Linked DNA regions of Mus musculus: region 2 is linked to region 1. The links are chromatin contacts, called in public HiChIP or PLAC-seq maps. All regions are on one chromosome and are shown on one strand. The core of a region is the stretch at or near the end of the contact, and the rest is flanking DNA. Distances in the headings are between cores, read along the strand shown. Region 1 overlaps Tmem131 (transmembrane protein 131). Region 2 overlaps Cracdl (capping protein inhibiting regulator of actin like).

The links. HiChIP or PLAC-seq counts read pairs in DNA pulled down with a chosen protein or histone mark.
Region 2: a contact with region 1 is called in a FOXA1 HiChIP or PLAC-seq map of pancreatic cancer cells. The contact joins two enhancer-like sites. A contact is called at or near these places in 1 of 115 datasets of contacts at active chromatin or transcription factors (pancreatic cancer cells) and 1 of 9 other capture datasets (embryonic stem cells).

The regions. Positions count from the first base shown.
Region 1 is chr1:36,918,814-36,923,519 of GRCm38.p6, forward strand. The region is part of intron 1 of Tmem131 (transmembrane protein 131); the gene reads right to left. Among named protein-coding and RNA genes, the nearest start is that of Tmem131, 18 kb to the right of the region's middle. Within about 2 kb of position 2,073, at least 201 of the 459 cell types and tissues checked have an H3K27ac peak or open chromatin away from gene starts, as enhancers often do. A contact at or near this core is called in pancreatic cancer cells, where this site is marked.
Region 2 is chr1:37,627,882-37,632,587 of GRCm38.p6, forward strand. Cracdl (capping protein inhibiting regulator of actin like) reads right to left here. Exons shown (of 10, transcript NM_028096.1): 4 at 3,935-4,070; 5 at 3,440-3,601; 6 at 336-545. Among named protein-coding and RNA genes, the nearest start is that of 4930556I23Rik, 16 kb to the left of the region's middle. Within about 2 kb of position 2,725, at least 43 of the 459 cell types and tissues checked have an H3K27ac peak or open chromatin away from gene starts, as enhancers often do. A contact at or near this core is called in pancreatic cancer cells, where this site is marked.

The DNA.
Region 1 (4,706 bases), core at 823-3,322:
AAGCTCCCAAATGGGTCACTCATCCTGAACAATGACAGCTTTAGATGGCATTTGTGTATTTGGGGATCCCAAAAGCTTTTTTAAAAGCTGAACTTATAAGAAAATAATCATTATAGGAGACACACAGACTGACTCACACTGAGTGTGTCCTGAGGTGTGCCTTCCCCAACGTCCCCAGTGCACTCCTGCCCCCAATTCCAGGCCCATCACAGCAACCACCAGTAAGCAAGTGTCTGCCTAGAATCTGTTCAGCCATCAGATAAAAGACTGTTTCCAGGTCTAGCTTAGGAAATGGTACTACTGAATAAAACTTCATGAATAAACTTACCAGGGTCCAGTCTAACCTGGCTGGAGCCTGAATAGAGAGATGTAAAAGGGGTGGAAACAATTCAGCTGGTACAGTGTTGTCTAATTAGTATGCATGAGGCCCTCCATTCCGTCCCAGCACCAAATAAACAGGGTATGGTGTTACACATCTGTAATCCCAGCACTTAGGAGATAGAGGCAAAGAGGGCAGCAGTTCAGAGTCATCTCTGACTACACAGGCCATGCTGAGCTACCTGAGGCCATGTCTTTAAAAAGAAAAAAAAGAAAAAAAAAATCAAGACAAAAAATGAGATGTAACTACTAGATAGGGGCTCACAGAATCTGTATATAATCAAATAGAATATATTTAAAAGGTCCAGTGGGATGAAATATCTGGTAAAGGCACTCACTGCTAAGCCTAACTACTGAGTTCTAGTCCCAGAGCTCACACAGTGGAAAGAACCAAGTCCCACAAGTTGTCCTCTGACCTTCACACATGTGCCATATACACACAAAGTAAATGTAAAAAAGTCAATTGAAAATTCAGGTGGCATTTTAATATTAAGTATATTTAGTATATTAAGACTTTAAGATAGCAGCGAAAAGTTCTGAGGTGAACATGAGTGGGACATGAGCCAGTCCCACTTGTGGTTAAGCAGAATTACTGAGCCCTTGCCATGGGCCATGTGTACCACAGATAAACTAGCAGGCCCTCTATCTCACTGCAATGGGGCCTCTGAGAGTTAAGTCCCACCCTCAGAGGAGCTGCCTAGATACAAACAGAAATCTTCACAACCAGTCAAGCAGTGCTGGCTTACAGGAAGTGCAGGAGGCAAGGGGAACTCTCAACAGCCTCCACCTGTCCCATATGCTGCAGACAGATACTGGCCAGAGCAAGCGTCCTGGCTACTGTTATCAAGGACTACAGGCCATCTACAGCTCTCCACTCAAACCAGTTTTCTAAGGAACTCCCATTACAATAAAGAGGATATGGCAACATTTATGTTAGTTAGCTGATAAATTCACTCACTAAGGAACAATTTGTAACTACTGGGTATATCTAGGTTAAGCTTTTATCTCCAATGCTACAGGCACTGAGGTCACCCAGAACTTGGACTTCGAGCCAGCCCCTTGAGAGGAGCAGCAGTGTGTGCCTGGATAAACAAACACTGCTGTTCTAGCACCAGGTCCTCCCAGGCACTAGGCCAGGCTGCCTTTGTTTGGGTCCTGTTTCCTGGCTTCTGCTAGCCGGTTACCTCCCCCTTCTCTTAAGGCAGACACTTAAATGCCTATCTTATGTTTTCAAAACCATTTCCTTTACAGATCCTCATTACTGAGCCTTTCAAGCCTTCTCTGCTATCTCCAATGCTTATCTCTGGGCTGGCACGCCTCTTGATAGGCTGCCATTGAGTCTGAGTGCAGTCCTGCAGTGAGTCAGAATCTATCTCCACACCCACCTGGTGAAGACTGTTCCATCCTTCTCTATAGACAGTCTGCTCACAGGAAAACAACCTAATGTGTGTATCTTCAAGATACTTCAGGACCAGAAGCAGGAAGAGAATGCTCCAAGTTCACACTCCCCAATGTAGCTGGCTCATATTTTCCCTTCTTTGATTCCAGAGCTACCTACCAGATGTTATCATATAATGCAAATTAGTCACTGCTCTAAATTCTGCTCAGCACCTTTGGAAACACCCTGTCTGGGGTGGAGCTCTGCAGGGGTCGGGGCATCTGCCTCCAGGCCAGTCACCTCTGCAATCCAAGATCCCGGGCGGCTGGTGTGGTCCACCTCTCCTCCTGTGGACTGGGAATGACTATCCTAGTGCAGCTATGGCCAGAACTGAAATGTTGCCAGGAAAAGTGCTGCTGTAAGCTAAAAGTAGAAAGCAAGAGACTCGTCCTCCAGGGGATACACTAGGAAACTTGCTTTCCTACTGGAACACTATGCAAGGGAATGGAATGAAAAGTTGGCATACACTATTCAAATAAAATACCACCTTAAAGCAATGCCTACCGATTCACTGGGGTCCATCCTTAGCTCCACTCTGCCTGTGACTGTTCAATAAGAATAAAGGTACCGATGAATTATGCAATAACATTATGCAGCTTGACTGAGTAAAAAAGGGTAAAAAGATGTAAGTAGAGATGCAAGCCAAAGTTAAGAGTATAGTGAAGACAGAACAAAGGGCAGAATGTCTCTACGTAAAAAGTTACCGGACACTAACATTCCTCAACCTAGACAAAGTGCCTGAGAATACAAGAAGCATAGGCACGTCCATTTCAGTCAAGGAAAGCCCACATTTGGAATTTCCATGCAGGGAACTACATGGTTAGTAAATGACAAACTAATATATAAGAGCATTCATCTGAGAACCTCTGACCTATTCAGCAGACAATGAATTTAGGCAGAAACCAGCCGGGTGAAATAAAAGGACACGTGCTTGCTGACTGGGTCCCAGGGCTAGGGCCAGCAGAGAGGATGACAACTCAGACTGAGTTCTGCCACAAAGACAAAGCATCATCAAGCATTTTGACCAGCTTCCAAAAGTCTGCCCTTCTGGGCCTGTGGCTCATTTTCACCCTGGACGTGCAGTAGCAAAGCACAAGAAAGTAAAGCAGCAGCAGGTGCCACCAACACCTGCGCACTTCCAAACCAGCCCCAGCCCCAGCACCACCGCCACCGCCACCCTCCAGCTCACTGACCCGCATCAAAGCCCTCTCAAGCCCTCTCTGATGCGGCAAGTTTGTAATGCAGCTGATGGGGGAAAGACAAGAGGACAGAGAATGACTGACTGACATCACTGACTCCCCATGCACTGTGAGGTCTGCCTTAAGAGTTTTATCAGCTGCGATATAAACATTTGAAGACAGAGGTCAAACACTGAGCCCAGAGATCGCTGCAGCAGCAACTATGTGAAATGACACGTGACAATGCCATCGGTGGAAGCAGCTGTGAGAACCTAACTGTTTAGAAATGCACATAAATCATCTTGTCCATAGAGAGTGTACAGAGCCTTCGAAGAGGAGCCTGTGTGACCTACAATCCCAACACCTGCTACAGAGTCTATAACCGCTGGCCTGTGGCACACTGCTGAAGGCCTGCGAGGAAACGGCCCAGGCACATAAGCACTTGCTCTGTTTGATAAACAAGCAAAAGCAACAAATAAGTCAGTGTGATAAGCGGAAGCAACCTTTATATGATTTCTAAGAGGAAAAAGTCAGCTGACATAGTTCCTGAAACTGTATTTGTGGTAGTCTTTTTTCATAAGCTTGAAAAATTTGTAGAAATTAACAAACACAAAACCCTGAGAAAAATCTCAACATAAAAATGAGAGTTACACCTGGTTAAATAAATACGTCCAGCCAGGGGTGGTGGTACACGCCTTTGATCCCAGCACTTGGGAGGCAGCAGCAGCAACAGGTGTTATCTCTGAGTTGGAGGCCAGCCTGGTCTACACAGTGAGTTCCAGGACAGTGAAAGCTACATAAAGAACCCTAACTTATATTTACAGAGGAAAATCTATACAAAATCATCATACTGAAAAGCAGGTTTACAGCCTTGCTGTTTCTAATACGGTTTCATGTATGCAGAGTAAGAAAATTCTCTATAAAAATCATACTTCTTTATTCTATAGAGGAAAATGTCTGAGGCAGAGGACATAGGTGCTCCAAGCTGTCCATCTGTAGAGAACATGATAATGTCTACAGGCTTCCCTGGCAGGTTCCGCCATTATCTCAATACCCTGTGAATGTGGTAGATCATGTGAGGAGCGGCAACCACTGGTGCAGTAGAAACCAAGATTCTACTCAGATGCTTTTAAGATGCATCTGACCTGTCTGGGTGGGCTCAAGACCTTGAAAACTGGAAGCAAGAAACAGCATGAGGTGGAGTTCGCTCACCTTGTGTTGCTGGCCACAATGTGGCAGGAGAAACTACTAGAACTCAGTGAATTCTCCAAGTCTAAGCTGAGAAGAAGCTGAGACTGCAGACAGCAGGCAGTGAGGACTCCTGAGAAAAAAACCAGGGCAGGGAGCTGTGGCAGGGAGCCTCAGGAATGGGGAAAGAGGTGGTTCAGTGGTTAAGAGCACTGGCTGCTCTTGCAGAAGACCACAGTTTGATGATTCCTGACACCCACATGGTGACTCATAACAATCTCTAACTCCAGCTCCAAGGGAATTGACACCTCTGGCTTCTGAGGGCACCCATGTGTACACACACACACACACACACACACACACCCCTTAGAAATAATAAAAATAAATGTGAAAAAGTAACAAATGTTCTCTAAAGGGGTAGAGGGTGGGGTTCTCCACTGGGCTCTCAGCAAAATGCTGATCACATATGTACCTGAGGTACCTAAGGCTGGGGAAGTAACTGATAAAGAAGACTCGTGCCACCT
Region 2 (4,706 bases), core at 1,475-3,974, 710 kb after region 1:
GCTTGCCCAGCCCTCCACCCCCACCTTCTCTAGAGCTGAGGGATCTAAGCCCCGTCAGGGTAAAAGGAGTCCAGGAATAGATGGTGTCAGGCTTGGCACACGATACTGTGGATTCTTGGTGTTTGTGGAATGAACATATCCATGCAAGTATTAATGTCTAAGGAGGGTGTTTATGCAAGGGAGACATGTCCCATTCAAGGTGCAAAAGATGAGCAAACTAGCATCTGCAGTGTGATCTTACCCACCATGGAGGTGCTCAGAAGGGCTATCAGGCAGCAGGTAAGACTGTCATGTCTGCCCACCCCATCCCTCCACTGAGGAGGAAGGCCGATTACCGAAGACAGCCGCCTCAGTTTACTTGATCGCTGGTTGCGGGGCTTCACCAGGAGTTTGTGTTTAGCTGCAGAGTTGTCCAGGCAGGAAGAGAATTCTGGAGGGTGGCTGAAGTCAACCACAGGAGCTAGGCTACCATCCAAGGTCCGAGACGAGATGGAGGCATCGCTCATGTGGTCGGGAGACTGTGGCCGGGACGAGGACACTAGGATCTTCGTGTCACAAGGGACAAACACACCAAGCATTAATTTAGTGACAAGGATGGAGACTGCTATCCTACCAGCTCCCCTTTGGTGTGCGTCTGGGCTCTCTAGCCTGTACCTGGAGCAGAGTATTTTCAATTGGGGAATTTCAGTTGGGGAATGTTTAAGACTATCGCTTTAGAGCAAATGACTGGGAGGTCAAAGGGTGGGGACAACCCTGAGGCCACTCCTCTTCACAGGAAGACTTTCCATAGCTACTTTAACCAACAAAACAGACTAGCCCAGTGTCTCTAGGGGTGGAGGAACCTGCTGTTTTTGTCAAGCTTGGCATGTGGCCCAGCAGTGAGACATCAGGGTTCAGGTCACAGGAAGCATGGAGCCCCCTGTCAGCCTCTTATCTGGCAAACTTTGTTCATTGGAAAGGGTCTTTACAGCCTCACGAGGAGTCTGGCTTTCGGCTACCATATGGTGAGCTACAGGCATGTTACTAGTTTACACCTCAGCGGGGAGGAACTAGCAGTCAGCAGTGAGCAAATGCGTTGCCAGGTGACAGAAGGAAGACTGAGAGAATACCCTAAGATGCCTGCCCCACTGAATACAGTGAGCCTCTTCTTGGAGTGGGTGTCGGCAGGCTGTCCTGCAAAGCACAGATGCTATGCTATAGTGCATGCAGCTCAGGTGTGTGATGTCTTAGTCAGGGTTTCTATTGTGGCAACGAACCATCACCAAAAGCAAGTTGGGGAGGGGAGGGTTTATTTGGCTAATGCTTCCACAGCTAATTATCAAAGGAAGTCAGTTCAGGAACTCAAATGGGGGCAGGAACTTGGAGGCAGGAGCTGATGCAGAGGCCAGGGAGGGGTGCTGCTTACTGGGTTGCTCCTCATGGCTTGCACAGTCTGCTTTCTTATAGAACCCAGGACGACCAGCCCAGGGATGGCACCACCCACAATGGGCTGGGCCCTCCCCCATTGATCACTAATTGAGAAAATGCTTTACAGCTGGATCTCATGGAGGCATTTCCTCAACTGAGGCTCCTTCCTCTCTGATGACTCTAGCTTGTGTCAAGTTGACACAAAACCAACTAGTACAAAAGAGAGAGAATCTGGGATCCATCCTCTAGGTTCCAAGAACAACCCACCATCTCTAAACAACCATGCAAACAAAGATAATAATAATAATTATTATCTGCATGTCTCTATTGGAACACTGGACCTAAATATTAGTGTCCGGTTAACATTTTTGTTTGTTTGCTTTTTGAGCTAAAGTCTCTCTATGTAGCCCTGGTTGTCCTGGAACTCAGTCTATAGACCAGGCTGGCCTTGAACTCACAGAGCTCCATCTGCCTCCTCCTGGAATGAAAGCCGTGCACCCACCATTCCCAAACGTTGGCTTCCCACGATGAAAGCAGATTTGGTATACTACCCAATAACTGGTACAACCTCAGAGTTCATCTTAAAATAAAAAGTCAGAACCATTGGAATAAAAAAGTTAGGTAAGTGTGGCCCCTGCACAAGTGACCCCCACTTGGCTAATTAAAATTTGTGCACTGCAGTGGTGATCGGGTTTGGAGTTGAACTCTGTCTTCAACAAATGAAGCTGCTCCCCGAAACCCCACCCCGCCCCACCCAATGCAGCCAATTGCAGATAGAACCAGCTACTGTAAGTCAGAGACTGGAGTCCAAGGCTCAAGAGATAGAGGAAGGAGGGTAAAGTCAAAAATGAACCAGCAGGTAGCTCCTCACAGGTATCGCCTCACAAACAGAGCCTGACACACAGCCATATCTAATTCTGAAAAGGGACAATGCAATTGTACACAAGAGTGTTTTAAGTTGCTAACGGGCATAGTTTTATTCCACAGAGTAAGGCAACCTTCCCCATCATCCAGGCCTTCTTGAAGTTGGAGAGCAGGTGTGGGTTGGTAGCCTCTGGCCCCAGAGCCTACTCTTACTGTGACCAGAGATAGGTTTCCCTGAGGCCAGATTCTGGGAGTCATACTCTAGGCAGCTCCATGGGAGTTGCCAACCCCTAGAGCTGACTTAAAATCAGCCACACCACAGTCCTGATTTTCCATTACTAATATTCTGGGTGCTCACAACTACAAGAAAGAACAAGCTCGTGTCTGGGAAGAGGGAACTCTATGTACCTAAGTTGAGTGGTTACCGAATACAATTCCAAACAGCCCAGAAGTGGTAACTCTACAGTTACATTGTAAACAACGCCCTGGCAGGGCCAGGGTTGAACGGGATCCAAGGATGCCCAGCTATCAAACACCAACTCTGTTTTTACTTGTTTTTCAAGGATCAATATCATTTGGATCATTCCCATTTGCCCTTCGCTTGGCTTACTAATATGGAGAAAATGGCCATCCTGTTTGTCTTCTATATATGTGTACATTAACATTCTTACCACAAACAAAAGTAGCCCATGAACATGCTGGGGTGTTTCTTTGTGAAATGGAGTCTATGGGGGTACAACAGTTGGGATCACTTCCTGCAGTGGCTGAGGTCAGACACTGCTGGTCAGACTCCCTGGGCTGCCTTTACCCTGAGGGCTTCATGTGACTCGCCCAAACCAACAGGTTTCTGCGGTCAGGACTCAGGAACAGGGCTGAATATAATTCAGTGTTTACTCTTCTCTTTGTGCTCTGGCCACTGCCATGGGAGGGGAGATGCAGAGGAGAGGGAGCCCCTGCCCTTCTTTTCTGGGTCTGGGCATCTGCTCAGACAAGAAAGATAAGGCACAGAGCAGATGGCATCAGACTGACCACACAACCGCACAAAACGGCAGCGCAGTCTCCCTCACTCAAGAGACCTTGCTGGAAGACATGGAGGGTCCTCCAGAGTTCTATCAATGCTTAGTGTCAGGAGTGGATGGAAATATTCAAGGGCACAGACTGTACTCGCCTTTATAGTTGTGCCTGGACCCACATCGTGCAGCAGGGACATCTCTGGGGGGCTGCGGGGCAGTCCGTCATCCTCAGAACTCATGCCGGTTTCCTCTGCCCGCTTGATAGGAAGGCCTCCTGGAGGCGGTGGCCCCATCTTCACGTTACATTGTATCTTTAACTAGATTGAGGGAATAGTAACCATTCTTAGTGTTTTCATCAACAATAGCTAGCAACAAATCTTCCTGCTCTGATTCATTCATTCAGGAAATAACTTCAGCACCCTAGCACAGTGCCCTGACCTGAATGTCTGTCCCCAGCTCCCTCACCACTGTCCTTATTCTTTAGGCAGTCACCAACAGTGAGTCAGAATGTGACTAACTTGCATGCCTGAGACCCGTGAAGAACCTGTGACCCGACTTTCAACTGTATAAAATGCTAAGCTGAGATCACTTAGAAACTTCTAGATTAACACTGGACAGACACCCAGTGAGAGTGCCAAGCGAACCCTTACCTGCAAAGCCTTGATCCGGTCGCACACATTTTCTTGGGAGAACACCCGCACGGGCCGAGCAGGGTCCTGTCCCGATTCAGGAAAGAAAATACTGTCGTGGGAGAGGGCCCGGCTGCCCATAGTACCCCTGGACTCCCTAGGATAAAAAGAGCCACTGTGAGCTTCCACCACCTCCATCTGCCCCTGATCCTAGGGACTCAGAGTGAGAGAAGGGATAAATTAATGTGATCCCCCCAAAGCCCTCTGTCACACACAGTTAGCAGTTGCTTCTCTGTCCCTTTCACCGTCAAACACTAGTCAGAACCTACAAAAGGGGCATTTTCCTAAGAGATGTGAAGCTTGTGGATTATTTTGATTAGTGGAAAAAAACCGAAAGTTTGGAGGCGTGAGGTCCGAGTCACTAGCCTGTGGAGAGGAAAGTCTGGTGCTGGCTGGGTCCTGTGGGAATCTGTCTCAGGTGCCCTGGGAATGTGAGGCTGTGGGCTGAGGGCTAAGCTAACGTGGGGCCCATAAGCTGGAGGCTGGAGGCACAGCAGCATCTCCCCAAGATGGTCCAGACCATAGACACAAGAACTGCAGGCCTGTAGAGATGCTCTCTGCATGGATGATCTGGCATGGTTTGTGTATCCCACAACTGTGCTGTGACCGGAAGAGTGGAAGCCCGGCTGACGTCTAAGGACCTGACTCAAAGAAAGTCCCAGGACATTCATAAAATGCTCTCAGAGGATATGGGAATTAGCCGTCAGAACTCCCTAGCCTGCTGAATAATAGG